Linked DNA regions of Sus scrofa: region 1 is linked to region 2. The links are chromatin contacts, called in public Hi-C maps. All regions are on one chromosome and are shown on one strand. Each heading gives the region's core, a stretch centred on a gene start, on an enhancer-like site or on the middle of the called end of the contact. The rest is flanking DNA. Distances are from core to core; before and after follow the strand shown.

What was found. A called contact is a pair of places that touch in the nucleus more often than the background predicts.
Region 1: a contact with region 2 is called in a Hi-C map of skeletal muscle, with 2.9 times the contacts expected there. The contact joins two enhancer-like sites. A contact is called at or near these places in 4 of 47 Hi-C or Micro-C datasets (heart right ventricle, psoas muscle and skeletal muscle) and 1 of 2 datasets of contacts at active chromatin or transcription factors (skeletal muscle).

The regions. Positions count from the first base shown.
Region 1 is chr15:92,890,877-92,893,932 of Sscrofa11.1, reverse strand. No RefSeq gene overlaps it. Among named protein-coding and RNA genes, the nearest start is that of GULP1, 96 kb to the left of the region's middle. Within about 2 kb of position 1,637, at least 4 of the 83 cell types and tissues checked have an H3K27ac peak or open chromatin away from gene starts, as enhancers often do. A contact at or near this core is called in skeletal muscle, where this site is marked.
Region 2 is chr15:92,724,587-92,727,295 of Sscrofa11.1, reverse strand. The region is part of intron 5 of LOC106506297 (a long non-coding RNA gene); the gene reads right to left. Among named protein-coding and RNA genes, the nearest start is that of GULP1, 260 kb to the left of the region's middle. Within about 2 kb of position 1,360, at least 3 of the 83 cell types and tissues checked have an H3K27ac peak or open chromatin away from gene starts, as enhancers often do. A contact at or near this core is called in skeletal muscle, where this site is marked.

The DNA of each region.
Region 1 (3,056 bases), core at 388-2,887, 170 kb before region 2:
TTGTATGAAATTTTATTTTTGAAGGTATTGCTAAAAGATAAAATGAAACTTTTGTAATATTACTTTCTCTCATTTAGACATTAAAAAAAGAATTTATAGAGTTTTAATTTCATAACAGATCCAAACTCTTGACTATAATTAATTTGTGGTAATCATAAGAATACTCATTTATATTTGAAGTGATTAAAATAAAAACCTCTTGATTAAGATTACAGACTATAATAGATTCAATTTATTCTGATTTGTTTCTAAGAAATTAGTTGTTGAGAGAAGAAAAATAATTTTAACAACATACTTGATACAGTTGAGCGAAACTTACCCACAGAAATGTGTTCCCAACTTATTAATGTCATTTTTGGGGACTGACTTGAAGTGATTACAAAATAATACAGTTTAGAGATAGTTTACAGTGTAATTTTCTTTCTATATTTCATTTTATTAAAACTATTATTTATAGAAAATAAAATTGTGTAGGTATATATTTTTAGAACTCTTGGTATCTTCATCTATCTATATATAACAGCACACTTTAAAAAGTAAGAAAACAAAGCAAAAGTATACTTAATTTCATTGTGCTTCACTTTACTGAACTTTGCACATACTACATTTTTTTTTTTTTTTTTTTTTTTTTACACATTGAAGGTTGCTGGCACTCTTTAAGCAAATCTACTTGACTTTTTTTTCCCAACAGCATCTGCTCAGTTAGTGTCTCTCTGTCACATTTTGGTAATCCTCAAAAAAATTTCAATCTTTTTCATTATTATTATATTTGTTCTAGTGATCTGTGATCAGTGATCTTTGATGTTACTATTGTAATTGTTTTGGGGCACCACAAACTGTGCCCATATAAGATGGCAAACTTAATAAATGTTGTATGTGTTCTGGATGCTTTACTGACCAGTTGTTCCTCTGTTTCTCTTCCTCTCTGAGGGCCTGCCTATTCTCTGAAACACAAGATTATTGAAATTAGGCCACTTAATAACCCCACAATGGTTTTTAGTGTTCCAGTGAAAGGGTCAATTGATGGACAAACTTCATTATTGCCTTATTTTAAGAAATTGCCATAACCACCCAACCTTTGGCAACCACTACCTTGATTAGTCAGCAGCCAACAACTGACTAATCAAGTGGTGATCAGTGGATATAAGACCCTTCACCAGTAAAAAAAAAAGATTATAACTCACTGAAAGCTCAGATGATAGCACTTTTTAGCAATTAAGTATTTTAAAATTAAGATATATGCATTATTTTTATAGATAATTCTATTGAACACATAAGAGACTACAGTATAGTGTTGATGGAAGAAATTTTCACATGTTGAGGTATGTGAAAGTCATTCTACCTTATACATGATTTGACTTGAACCTGATGTTAACTAGTACAACATGTCTTAGGGCTGTCAAACATACACTGTATACCTGCTGTATCTGTTAAAGAAAAGAATGCATTTAAAAATTAAAATGGAGAAACTGTGGTTCAGGCATCCAAAATGGAGCAAGGTGGTCATGTGTATGTAGTTTCAGATATATTCCTGCATCACTGAGAACTTGAATGTTCTGAACACTTTCATACTCAAGGACACCACCAGCCATTCTCAAAATAGCATCTGCTAGCAGCTGCCAGCTGCAACCTTATGATCTCAAGGTTTCTCCTTGTAACTATGCAACCATTTCGGACCCCAACCAATGCTAGCTTAACAAGCACTCTTATTTCTTGCCAGCTCCAATTATAACTCTTGACAAACAACTTACATAATTTTGCAGTTTCTATTTTTATAAGCCTCCCCTATTTTGTAGTCCAGCAGAACACAATTCAAGTGCTTCTTGAATCTGTGTCTCTGGGCTATAGTCTCCAGGTTGGCTCCAGTAATATTCTTTTCTAACCTTATTATAGATTGTTTATTGATTATTTCTGTCAACAGTATAAACATAAATTTTACATTCACTGAGAAATCAAAAAATCTGTGTGACTCACTTGATGGGAATGTTTGCTTAATTAAATTGGTCTGGAACCTAACCTGTAGTATTTCTGAGCTATGCTTGTAAAAAGCATACAGATTAGAAAGGAAGAAAATTTGTCTCCAATTTTAAATTACGTGATTGCCTATGTCAACAACAGCAAGAAGTCTACAACACAAAACAAAAACCATCCAAACAAATAAACCTAATATCCTAGAACTAATAAGTCACTTAGGCGAGGCTACTGGATATAAGACCAACACACAAAAATCAATCTGTTTCTATATGCTAATAATGCATATCTATAGAACATTTATAATCACTCCAATAAAAATTAAATACTTCGGTATAAATACAATAAAATTTCTACAAAATCCTTGTGGAAATTATAAATACCGATGGAAGAAATTATAAAAAAAGATCTTATAATGCTTGCTTTGGCAGTACATACATTAAAATTAGAACAATACAGAGAAAATTAGCATGGCCCCTGTGCAAGGATGACAGGCAAATTTGTGAAGCATTCCATATTTTTAAGTTCATTTAAGAAAGGAAATGTATCTATATGTATTAATGGGTCACTTTGCTGCACATCAGAAATTGGCACAACATTGTAACACAACTATACTCTAATAAAACATTTTTAAAAAGACCCAAATAAAAGGAGAAACATATATTTATAGTTTGGAACACTCAATGTAGAAAAGAAGATTCACCTCTCCCAGAATTGAGCCATAGGTTTAATGCAATTCTTATAAAAAATTTAGCAAGTTTTTTTTTAGACCCAGATAAAATTATTCTAAAATTTATATGGAAAGTCAAACTAGAATAGTTAAAAAAAAATCTTGAAAAGGATAATAAAGTGGAAGGAATCGTTATCTCTGACAACAGTGGATACCACTCAACAATAAAAACGAACAAATCACTGATCCCTATAACACCTTAGATGAATCTCCAGGGAATTGAGCTGAATGTAAAAAGCCAATCTCAAGAGATAACATTCTGTATGATTCCACTGATACAGTATGTTTGAAATGTCAATTACAGAAATGAAGAACAGATTAGTGGTGGGGTCAAGATCATGGGAGGAAGAAAGTA
Region 2 (2,709 bases), core at 111-2,610:
CTTTTTAGGGCTGTACCCGTAGCATATGGAAGTTCCCAGGCTAAGGGTCAAAGTGGAGTTGTAGCTCCCGGCCACAGCCACACCAGGTCCAAGCCGCTTCTGTGACCTACACCACAGCTCACAGCAACACCAGATCCTTAACCTACTGAGTGAGGCCAGGTATCAAACCTGCATCCTCATGGATATAATAGTTGGGTTCATTACTGCTGAGCCACAACAGGAGCTCCATCTTTTGTAATGCTATATGTTCAAAAGTTATTGTATCTGATATTAAATAGTCACTCCTTTCAGTGGTGGAGTAGTGTGATATTCTGCACAATATCAAAATGGTTATGTCCTCTGTGTACCATACTGTGACAAAGCAGAAGAGTTTAACTTGTCTTGGGGACACTTAACTTATACGTCTGTCCTTCCTACAGAAATTGAGCAGCTTTTGTGAATGTACTCTTCACATTAACAGCTGCATACTAAGTTCCAGGACTGTATTAAACTCTCTTATTAGATATCATGACTGGACTGGCAACTGAGCTTTTGCTGCCACTAAGTTAAATGCTAGAAACCCACTACTATCCATCAAAACCCATTTGGATGTTATGGAATCAACATAAATAAAATGAGGATATGATTGGCACCTCTACCTTTGCATTCATTAAAACTTTGAGGGTGACACTAATTCTTCCCAATCTATCTGGGATATAGTATTGCTTCATTTTAATGAAACCACTTTCCAGGGAAGGTGATAGAGTTTTAAGAAATTTTGCTTAGCCTTTTACTACACACGTCAGAGAAATAATGTGAAGGAAGCTTCTGCCAGTTGCTGTGATGTATGAATTCAGAGACTAGGGAAATGATAACCAGGTCAATTCGAAGACCCTGTATTTTAGTGTGAGATGATCTTGGGCCAGGACACTATTTATCAGGTGGCTTGTAATATCCCCAAACAGGGATCCAAAGTAACATTTTGAATTCCCTGTTACTAGTGTCAGCTTAGATTTCATATCCAAAAGTTCTCATAAGTATAGACATTCTTCTTTTCTAAGTACATGGAAAATGGTCATAGATCTCTTTGGGGAAAGAGTAAGCAGATATTTATTTTATATTCTAATAGTGGTATCACTATGTACTTCCTCTAGGGGTACAGGATTCCTTTTAATCAATGGATTTTGGATCTGCGCAATGTCATACATCTGGAACTTGGATAAAAAAACTGCAACTTTCTATTCTGGTGGCTGACATCAGGCTTTTGCTTGGCAGAACACTTTTTTTTCTTGTTATGAAAGTTATGTAACACTCTATCATCTGTGCCTAGAACAGTATGATCTTTCAATCATCCCACAGATCTCTGAGGGTCAAGGCACCCTGATTGCTACTCTGATCTTGCTGCCCATTATAACAATTACATCTACCTTGCTTTGATGGTTAAGTACTGCTACCTGGTCTCTGATAGTCCAGAATTCTGTGAAAGGGATTCTTTTTGCTTATATCAGCCTGCTCAGGAAACCACTACTGCGTTTCATAAAGATGCCCATGCATTTTCTCTTTCCCATCTAATCCCTATCATTCCTTACTGACATAAAAGTGAATATTTCCATAAATTCTCCTGAGGGAAAAGAAGTAGATGGTGAAGTGGCATTTTTTTTGTTTTGTTTTACATAATAAATCCATCTCAAATTTTCACTTCTCTGAGCCTTCTGACTTCTTCAATATTTTACCAAGGCAGTTTACCTAACTTACAGTAGACTATCATTGTGTACAAACTTCAAAAGGATTATCCCAGCTTGGTTCTATAATTGGCTCAAAGTGTCACTGCCAAGTTAATATATCAAGGGTGAGTGTTCTCAAGTTACTAAATTCTTCCCTTTACAGTCATACTTTTCCTCTTCTGGTCAAATGTATTTCCTCAAGTTCTTGCTGTACACATTAGCTAAGTCCTACTTTTCCTTTGGAGAGTTTGCTATTTTCATCAGACTTGGACTCACATTTTTCTACTTAAGTTGTGCCAATGTATCTTGTTTAGTGGTACATAGACAATAAATGGTGTGGAGAGACAAATATTTTGGAGGATAAGCTGTTGCAAAGAATCTGCTTTAAATAAGATGTCTGCAGTGTTTCCAAGCAAGATAGACTGCTCTCCCTCTGGTAGGGTAGGGAGCTGCTTCCAACAGCCCAGAAAGTCAGGGGTTCAATAAAGTAGGCAGTTTTGAGTTTCTCAGGATTGTCCACCCAAAGTCTCCACCCCAGATTTCAAGGTCTTACATTTTTCCTATGAAGATGCTGACCTAAAAATTGGCAACTTGTTGAAGCAATGAACACCATATCCTTTGTAGCTCTCCCTCCCTTATACAAAGAATCTAGGTTTGGTTTTCAGCATAGTCTGACCTGTGACATAAGGATCTCCCTAAACATCAACATCACCATCACTGTAGAAATTCTATTTTTCTCAATATTCCTTGAGTTGATAGTGATTAATCTGCCCCTGCCATTTTATTTTTTCAAAATTCTACAGCAGTTGAATTTTTTTCAGTCACCATTAAGTCCATACTCTTTAATTGCCAATGGTACTACAGACCCTAGCATTTCATATTGCAGGGGTACTTTGTTTTACTATAAGCAAGATTCTTAGTAATTGTGATGCTACTGTATGTCAGTGGTTTTTAAAACCATAGGTTTATACTAGAAATGGGACCATCATTGCCTAATGACTTATCA